Linked DNA regions of Mus musculus: all the other regions are linked to region 1. A link is a contact called in public HiCAR-type and promoter capture Hi-C data. All regions are on one chromosome and are shown on one strand. The core of a region is the stretch at or near the end of the contact, and the rest is flanking DNA. Distances in the headings are between cores, read along the strand shown. Region 1 holds the start of Ahcyl1 (S-adenosylhomocysteine hydrolase-like 1). Region 2 holds the start of St7l (suppression of tumorigenicity 7-like). Region 3 holds the start of Ppm1j (protein phosphatase 1J).

What was found. HiCAR-type assays count read pairs that join an accessible place to other places. Capture Hi-C pulls out chosen DNA fragments and counts their contacts.
Region 2: a contact with region 1 is called in a HiCAR-type map of astrocytes, with 2.7 times the contacts expected there. The contact joins the promoter of St7l here to the promoter of Ahcyl1 in region 1. A contact is called at or near these places in 1 of 115 datasets of contacts at active chromatin or transcription factors (astrocytes) and 1 of 9 other capture datasets (liver).
Region 3: a promoter capture Hi-C map of liver shows a contact between it and region 1, with 2.0 times the contacts expected there. The contact joins the promoter of Ppm1j here to the promoter of Ahcyl1 in region 1. A contact is called at or near these places in 2 of 9 other capture datasets (adipose tissue and liver).

What each region holds. Positions count from the first base shown.
Region 1 is chr3:107,694,879-107,697,908 of GRCm38.p6, reverse strand. Ahcyl1 (S-adenosylhomocysteine hydrolase-like 1) reads left to right here and starts at 1,349. Exons shown (of 17, transcript NM_145542.4): 1 at 1,349-1,751. The coding sequence starts at 1,632. It overlaps Gm40121 (a long non-coding RNA gene), which reads right to left and starts at 1,684. Exons shown (of 3, transcript XR_003954675.1): 1 at 1,180-1,684.
Region 2 is chr3:104,863,189-104,866,009 of GRCm38.p6, reverse strand. St7l (suppression of tumorigenicity 7-like) reads right to left here and starts at 1,504. Exons shown (of 14, transcript NM_153091.3): 1 at 702-1,504. The coding sequence starts at 915. It overlaps Capza1 (capping protein (actin filament) muscle Z-line, alpha 1), which reads left to right and starts at 1,505. Exons shown (of 10, transcript NM_009797.3): 1 at 1,505-1,670. The coding sequence starts at 1,632.
Region 3 is chr3:104,779,632-104,782,389 of GRCm38.p6, reverse strand. Ppm1j (protein phosphatase 1J) reads right to left here and starts at 1,334. Exons shown (of 10, transcript NM_027982.2): 1 at 981-1,334. The coding sequence starts at 1,303.

The DNA of each region.
Region 1 (3,030 bases), core at 100-2,599:
TGAGGGAGATTGTGGTCATTGAGAAATCCCAATGGTGAGATAGATGGCTGAAATCTCTTTTTGGAACATTTCAGAAATGTAATTGTAGACTGTTTGCTATGTGATGTAACCTCTCCCCTTTGACCAACAAACCTTCATTAAAAGTTCTGCTACATGTTATAGCCTCATTTTTTGTGGTTTAGGAGTAAGAGTTGGAAAGAGAAAGGGGCTGATGTGACTACAAGAGCTAAAGAAACAGTTGTAAGACTGGAATAGTGAGTAATGTTTCAGATGAGGCAGCAAACTAGAGCCAGAGATGACCATGAAAACCTAAGTCCCCTCAGTAATTCACAGAAATCCTGGGGACAACATTGTACTTTCCACAGGACATAGGAATTGGAGCCAATGTCATTTGAATGACTCTCAAAGGATAAGATACCGCAGTTGACCCCAGCTTACGAATAGGCTTTCCCTTCCCAAATGGATGGGTTCTTGGAAAACATAAATATGCCACATGCACCTCTACCATCCCAGGGCCTTTATACGGGGGCTGTACACAGTAGAATCCAGAAACTGTGCGAGTCCAAACTGAACGTTCTGCACTACACTCACTGAGAGTGGAGCTGGCAGGGAGAGCCTACTGCCTAGAGAGCATGGAGCAGGAGAACCCATTTGGCTGGGACTTTTTCTCAATCTGCCCTGTTCTCTGCCCTCTGACCAACCCATCAACCTTATCTTAATGACCTCTTCACATCAGCACTGCAGCCTGAAGGTCTTGTAAACAGACAAGGCCCAGGAGGAGATGGTGATGGAGGTCATAAAGGGTTGTGTAGAAACCAGACTGCTCTCAGCTTGTTCTGCACCCCTGTGAAGTAAAAAAGCAAACACTGTCCCCTGGAAATGGACTTCTGGCCCAAAGGGCCCAGGGTGTGGGCCGGGAGTAGGCTGTCTCTAACACTGAATTTTCCCAAAAAGGGCCGGGTAAAATGTGTCCGGTGGGACTCTGGTTTATGCTCCCAAGCATCGCTCTTGATATGCCATCTTCCCGATCCCCGATGCTCTGCCACCTCCCCATGCTGAGGTTTCCTGGGGAGTTGGTAGTCCAAAGACCCTTAGTCTTGTGGCATCTTTATAGGAGTCACACTCGGCTCAATAGGGCTGATGGCACCACCTGGCGGCAGACAAGGTTCAACTACTCACCCTGGGACGTTCATCACCGAGGCGCAGGAAAGGAGGGGCGATTCCTGCGGCCCGGCCCAGCATGTTGACGTCACCAGAGCGCGCCATTTGTCCCCGCCTCTTTCCGCCCCCCTCTCCTTGGGGCTGCCAGTACTTGACGTGGCGTCTCCGCCCTCTACCCTTACTTTGCGTGCGTGCTTGCGTGTGGCGGAGGTGGCTGCGCGGGCAGGTCGGAGCTGCGTGCTGTTGCTTCTGGTTCTGTGGCCGCCGTCGCTGTCCGGCAGGCTCCGGTCTCGGAGCCGACGAGGCGCGCGCGCGCGGGTCCCAGCCCTTCGGAAGCCCAAGCAGCTCGGCGCGGGGCCTGGCGGGAAGGCGGGCGAGCGCGTGGCCGAGGGCGCCGCGCGGACGGGCGGGCGCCCGTGAGGGAAAGAGGCGGGGGCGGCGGGTTAGCCGCGGGCCGGGCCGGCCGGGGGATGTCGATGCCTGACGCGATGCCGCTGCCCGGTGTCGGGGAGGAGCTGAAACAGGCCAAGGAGATCGAGGACGCCGAGAAGTACTCCTTCATGGCCACGGTCACCAAGGCTCCCAAGAAGGTGCGGGGCTCTGGGTGGCGGCGAGGGCCCTCGAGGAAGGGGCGCGAGCAAGCCCCGGGCCCGGACTCGGGTAGTTCGGGACTTAGGGCTAGGGTTTGGGGTGCTCAGGACCATTGACACGATGTAGTGGGTGGCCGGTGAGCGGCGATGGGCCTAGCTGGAGCCAAAGAGGCCGCTCTGACCTCGCTTTTCTTTGTCCCTCGGCCGGAGTCCTCCTGGATCTTACTGAAGCCCGACAGGGCCAGGCCTTAAATTCGCGACTGACTTTTCCTGGATGGAGGGCCTTGAAGACGAGATTGGGAGGGGGTGAGCGACTCAGCTGACCCCTGTGACCTGTCCAGGGGATGAGGTTGTGCAGGAAATTTCCCCTCAGGTGAGTGGGGGAAATCAGGCAGCTCTTTTTCAAAGCATCTTCTTGGGGGAGAATTGGCCGTTCGACCAACAACTGCGTGATCGCTTAGAGGCAAGAGGAAAGAATCGTATGAACTGGTTTATGCAGCTGACGGTTCTAAAAGCAACAAGAGATGGAAAGGCAAAATGGTAATCGCCGTGCAGTCTTCCACCTGCTAGGAAGTATGTGAGAAAGGAAAATTTAGAGGTTGGTGACAGTAGACACTGTCATGGATGCAGGTTGATCGCAGTCATGTGAATAGATCACTTAGACATCCCTCCAGAAAGGAGCTTGGGTGGGTTGGGGAGGTGGGTGGGAAGAAATGATTGCTCATTCTTTACTGCACTTACAAGTTCAGCCTATTGTGCTGGGGGTTGAGCTCAAAGGACATCCTTCTATGGCTCTTGGAAAAGGTGATCTATGGAGGGCTGAGTCTAACTAGCTCTCTCAGTGGTAGGGTCGGGGTCTCCAGTGCTTTCTGTCGAACCTTTGCTGACCCTTCCTCTAACCTGGTACCCAATTAGCAGTGGAACAAGGAGGTGACCTTTCTGAAATAGTTTCCTCTTGTATAAAGTCTCTTCACAATCAATCCTGCCTACAGTATTTGTAGGGTTCAAGGATGATATAGATTCAGCTGAGCAAGGTTTGCAGAGCAGTTAATCCCCAAGGCTCCTGTACTGGAACTAGTTAAGCTGCTCTCAGTGCCTGAGAGGGCTTTATTTATTTTCCTCCAGGAAACTAATTGACTGGTCTTGGGGAAAAAAAAAAAAGTCATTGCTGTGTGCTTTAGCTCTGTTTTCTCACAAAATTGAGAATGTCACCAATAACACCTTTGAAAGGTTTATAGAAGGTCCCTCCATCCTAAGGGATCCAGTTGACCTCATTTTT
Region 2 (2,821 bases), core at 255-2,754, 2.8 Mb after region 1:
TTCATCCTACCTACGGCCAGGGAATAGTATTTGCAGAATCCGCACAGGTCAACACTGCTTACAAGTTTTTATCTTTGGCCCAGGCTACATGACAAACATTGTACAACTGCCGAAGGAAAATATTAAACAAACCCACCGTTGTCTGCACTTCTCTCTCCTCTCCCTTTCCTAGACTATCTTATTACTCACAATAAAAATATTACGAAAAACGTCTCTTAACCGAACTGTCTTACAATAAAAGTATGGTCCACTAAAATCATAGCATTTTCTATCGTGTATGACAGATGTGCTTATCTTGCTTTTCTGGGTGTGAGTTCTTTTAAGTTAGGCAGCTGGGAAACTCTGAGGTACGACTTTTCAAGGGGCCCTGCAAACGATAGGAATGTCTATAAACTGTGTGTACACATCTGGGAATGCTCTCTTCTGTCCTACTACCTGGAGCTTGCAGCGTGTCAGGTAGCTTTTCCTGTGGTAGCGTAGACAGAATAGAGAGGGCGAACCTTCAGCGATCTAGGGAGGGGCCGGGAAACTGCAGCACGGTTCTAACAATCAGCTGCCGGGTGGAGGTGGCCCAAGCGACAAAAATAAACCCACTGGAGCATGCAACACCAATTTCCTTCTGCAAAGCCCTCCATGTCTCCCCGAGAATCTCTGATCTTTGGCACTTGTCCCCGACTGTCCGGGAGGTTTGGGCCTCTCACCCGCTGTCACGTTGTCACACAGCCTCAGCGGGACCCTCAGAGCGTAAAGCAGCCCCAGCCCCGCCAGGAACCACAGCGTGGACCCAGAGTTCGCCAACCCGGCCTTCAGCCGCTCTTTCCAGCCCAGCGGCGGGCCCAGGCCCAAGCCAGGAACAGGTGCATGGGGACACCCCACGGCCCGCGCGGCTTCCGCGAAGTAGTCTCCGTCCGCCATCTTGCGGCTCCGGCAGGCGCCGGGACCTGGGAGGGGAGAAGGGCCGGAAACCCGGAGTCGGGAATCCTGGGATAGTGGCGGACTTGAAGCTGGCCTCTGTCTAGGCTGAGTCCTGGGGAACTGGCTGGAGATCTGGAAGGTGGCGGAGCGCGGTGGCCGACTGAGGGGCTACCTAGTCCTCTAGGAGGGCGGGGAAGCATCTGATGGTGGCGCTTATTCTTCTGGAAACGGACTCAGTGTGGCGCCGGAGGGAAGTGGTTTTTCTTCCATACGTGGTTGAGGGTAACCTGTCGCCCTGTGCCGGGGTCGGAAAAGTACTGATGTCTCAAAGAGCCGAGCAGCTCTTAGTGCCCTGGACTCGGCGGCCCAGGAGACCAACCGGATCAGAAAAACTTAGAGGTGTAGCAACTGCTCCATGACCAGAGGGAGCCCAGACGCCACGCAAGAGTCGAGGCCCGCCACCAAGCACTCCAGGACGAATGGGAAAGTGACCGGAACTCAGGGAGAAAGATGTTAAGGCTGCAAAGCCCCGAGGGGCAAGCCGACTTCCTAGAGCGCCGACTCCAGGCTGTCACACCCGCGCGGAACTGACATGGCGCCCTCTTGGCCTGAGCTTCCGGGCGGCTCCTTCCGACGGCCCCTCGGTGATTCCGCCACTCAGCTTCCTTCCCGGCCTGCCTCGCGCCGGCCCGCCGGGCTGGGCCAGAGCAGCCAAGATGGCCGACTTTGAGGATCGGGTGTCGGATGAAGAGAAGGTAAGGGGTCCGCCTCTCTCTTTTACTTCCTTCCTCGACGGGGCCCAGGGGTCCGAGCCGGCAGCAGTGAGAAACCTGGCGGTGCCCCCAGGAAGAAGAAGGTTGTTTCCCGGTGCTGGCATAGTCCCTCTGGCCCCGGGACGCTTCCTTCCTTAAAGGAGCTTTCGTCTGCCTCACGGTGGCCCCAGTCCCCCAGTCCTCAACTCTTTTCATCCTGGACAGAGCACAACCTTCTTTCAAGAGGAGACACTTTGCCTGATTGACTTTTAACTCTAGACTCTTTTCTGTAATTATAAGAGAGGAGGTGAAGGTGATGTCGGGACGTGTCAGGCAGCAGTTATTTTACCGCTTTTGGCAGTTGGGGCTCACCCCATCCCCCCATTTATAGGTATGATTGGGGTTAGTTTAGAACGAGTCACTTCCTGATCAGAGTGGCCTCCTTAACTTCCCTTTTGCTCCTCCTTCCTCAGGAAGTGATTTTGCTGTCAGGACTCCTTGTCAGGGAGGGAGAGGTCCTCTGGTGGTGTCTGTCCACCGAAATACACACCCTCTCTCATCTTTTCTCTACTACTGACGATTAAACTAATTGGATAAAAATAAATCAGTAAACCTCAAGGGATTTGCTTAAGAATTTGACCAGCACCTTTATTCCTGCCTATGCTCTCTTGTGTGAACGTTTAGCCCCAAGGTGACTCCGTCCCTTCTGTCTTAATCTTAACTATAATTTTTTTCAAAGTCTTTTGTTTTGTTTTGTTTTTTTAACTTCCTGTTAAGCAGTGAGAAATAGCCAGACGACTTTTTTTTCAACTCCAGAAAGGTTAAATGGGTCGTAAATAAACCTCACATTTAACACATTCGGTTTGGATGAAACACCCAACCTTTTTTGATGACCTACTATGGTGCTTTATAGCTGGGTATGTCAAGAGTGTCGTTTGTGTACATAGATCTTTAAAAGTGTTTTAAATACCAGGGTGTATTCCAAATTTGATAGTATAACTTTTTCTGACAACGTACATTTGCTAAACTGTCCAAAAAGGAAAGTACTTAGTTCTTCCATAAACACAGACTCTTAGGGCTGCTACAAGTTAGAATGGTCTCATTAGCTAACTTAGGGACAAGAATATGTCTTTTGTTTCCTGCAGTGACTGTTA
Region 3 (2,758 bases), core at 85-2,584, 2.9 Mb after region 1:
GGCCCGCAACAGTAACTGCCTGCCTCAGTTCCTCCATCCTTGGCTAAGGAGACTTTCCGGAAGGTGGTGCTGGGGGTGGGGGTGGGAGTGGCCAAACAGGAACAGTAAATTTTACTCCCCTGCTGGTCAAAATACTACACCCCACCTCCAGTCTCAACCAGCTCAGACAGTGATTCATGGCACCTTCACCTTCATGCACACATTAACCCTCATCCTAAAACGACCCAGTGAAAGTTCCGGTTTTTCTTAAGAGTGGGTAAGCGCTCCGGCCCAAATAGGGTATGTAGACCCACCTGGACTGGGCAGGAATCTCTTAGCTACAAACCCCTTCCAACGGAGAAGCTAATGAGGAGGTGCGGGGCTACCCACCACCTCCTTCCACGACCTCAGTGCCCCCATTCCCCTGGTGGCTTGGCTTGGCTTTCCCCGAAGATGATTTTAAAATATACAGGTTCTGAGAGTACGCTGATCTCTACCGGCACCTATCTGTCTACACACCCATAACCAAAGGGAACCGTCGTGCTCTGCGGGCGGACCCCTCCCCCGCCCGGGAAGCCAGAGGCCTTCTGGTGTCGCGGGCTATTTCTGGGTGTGGAGGGGGAGGGGACCGGTAAGAAGGACAGGGAACTGGGGAGCTGGGGCCAGGAAGCGGATGAGCGAGTCTTTCCACCCGCGATCTCCCTGGCAAAAGGAACTAGTCCTTCTCAAACCTCCCCTCCCCTAGCCTGTGAACCGCGGGCCGCGACTTGGAACCCGCCAACTCATCCTCGGCGGTGCTCCCTGCGCCCTCCCTGGGTGGGGACTGTCCTGAGTCGACGAGGGGCAGGGTGAACAAGGTCCTGAAGAAGGTCGTGGAATTTGCACCCCGTCCGGGGGATGTCTGGGAGGGGTGCAGGTTCCTGGGATGGTTCCTGAAGCCGGGATGCGTCTCCCGGGAGAATGGGAGTCCCATCCTCGTCTGGGAGCCCCGGGGCGCTCACTCGGCATAGCCTGTGCTCCAGGGCAGGCGGCGGCCGGTGTCTGGGGGGCTTTGCACAGCCCGGCCTGCGTGGTCGTCGGCGCGCCGCAGCCCTCCGGGGCTCAGCTGCAGAAAGGTGGGTCGAGAGAAGCTCACAGTAGTCTCCGCGGTCTTCTGGGGCGCGCCGACCTGGTTCCCAGGCTTCTCCCGGGAACTCTTAGGTGTTTCTTGGGCGGCGGGAGGCGCTGAGGTAGCGTTGGGCAGATCTGGGGACTTGGAGCGCTGGGAAGAAGTGCCACCCGAGCTCACCAGGTGCGCCACGGCTGAGCGCACCCGGTTTAGCATGCTGCCTCCGTGCCCCGCCCTCGACCGTGGGCCCGCCCCCTGAGAGGCCCCGCCCCTAGGGTTCCAGGTGGGCGGTGCCCACTCCTGGTCCTTAACAAACTTCCCCAGGCTCCAGGCTACCCGGGAACTGCTCCACCCGCTCCTCGCCTCCGCATCCCTGCTTTGTCCCGCCTGAGTGTCAAAGGGGAAGGGTCTATTGTGGGAAAGAAGCGGAACGAAGGAAATATTTCAACCATGCTGTAGGTTAGACATCCGCTAGATTTAATCCGCTAGAATTTGCCCATTATGACGAGGGTGGGCGAGGCAGCCTCCTCGCGCTCGGTTGGGGGTGGGCCAGCCAGAATGGAGAATTATAGAGCTGATGACTTCAGAGCGAAACATCCTCTTGGGTGTGAAGGGTTTGGTGTGACAACACTTTGGGTTAGGGCTGCAGAGTCGAGAGCAGAGAGAACTGGTGCTAGTCGCGGTGCTAACCAGGCCAGGCAGCCTGAAGGCACTATTCTTCCTAAAGGTCACCTCCACGTTCGAAAGAACAATTGTCACTTCCATCCCACTTTCTCAGAACCGTACCTCCATATTTAGACGTCTGCTGGCCAGTTAGTAAGGTTAACGACATAGTAAATAAATATGATTATTGAGGGCTTGCTCCACACTGGGCCCTCTATAAGGCACGGTCTAGTTGTTAGATCACTATACAAAACGATGCAAGGTAAGCTACACCCATTTTACAGATGAAGTAGGAGTAGACAGTCTCCTGTTCTTTTATAGACTTGCCTAAGATTCACGCAGTCACTTAGAGATTCATACCCATGTCAGAACCTGCTACAGATACTGGCTTCTCTGGACTAGGAAAAAGGCCCAGAGGGGAGCGGGACTCCTAAATTTCCACCCTGAGGTTGCAAGCAGAAAAGCAATGCTGAGCAAGTTCTCTGGCTACCGCCAGGGGGAGACAAAGGCCAGGCCAAAAGCGTGTGTGGGTCGCAGGAAAGCCCACTACGATTCACACAGAGGGGCTGTTTTTCTCTGTCTTCTCTCTAGGGAAGGATTACTGACCCGATTCAGAAAGAATTCTGTCCTTATACTTGGGCTTAGAGAGTTGATCACTATCCACTCCTTCATCTATCCCCAACACACAGTTTAGCAGAAGTCAAGGCCCTTCCTTGAGGGAACCACGACTCCCTGTTCTTAGCTGAGACTCCACCTCAAGGCACCCAGCTATGTGCATCCTGTTCATATCCTGGGCTAACCTGTGCCGCCTTTCTCGACCACTTCTAAATAAAAATTACACAGTGGTCATTCAAAGTACAAACTTGCTGTAATTAGGTCTGTGTTTGGGGGTAGGGGAAGGGCAGGGCAGAGAAAAATGAAATCACCAGGGTAGAGGTGGGGAGGACTGATAAAATCAGACTCAAAGGCAGCCAGGGGCAAAGAACATGCATACTGCCACTATGAGTG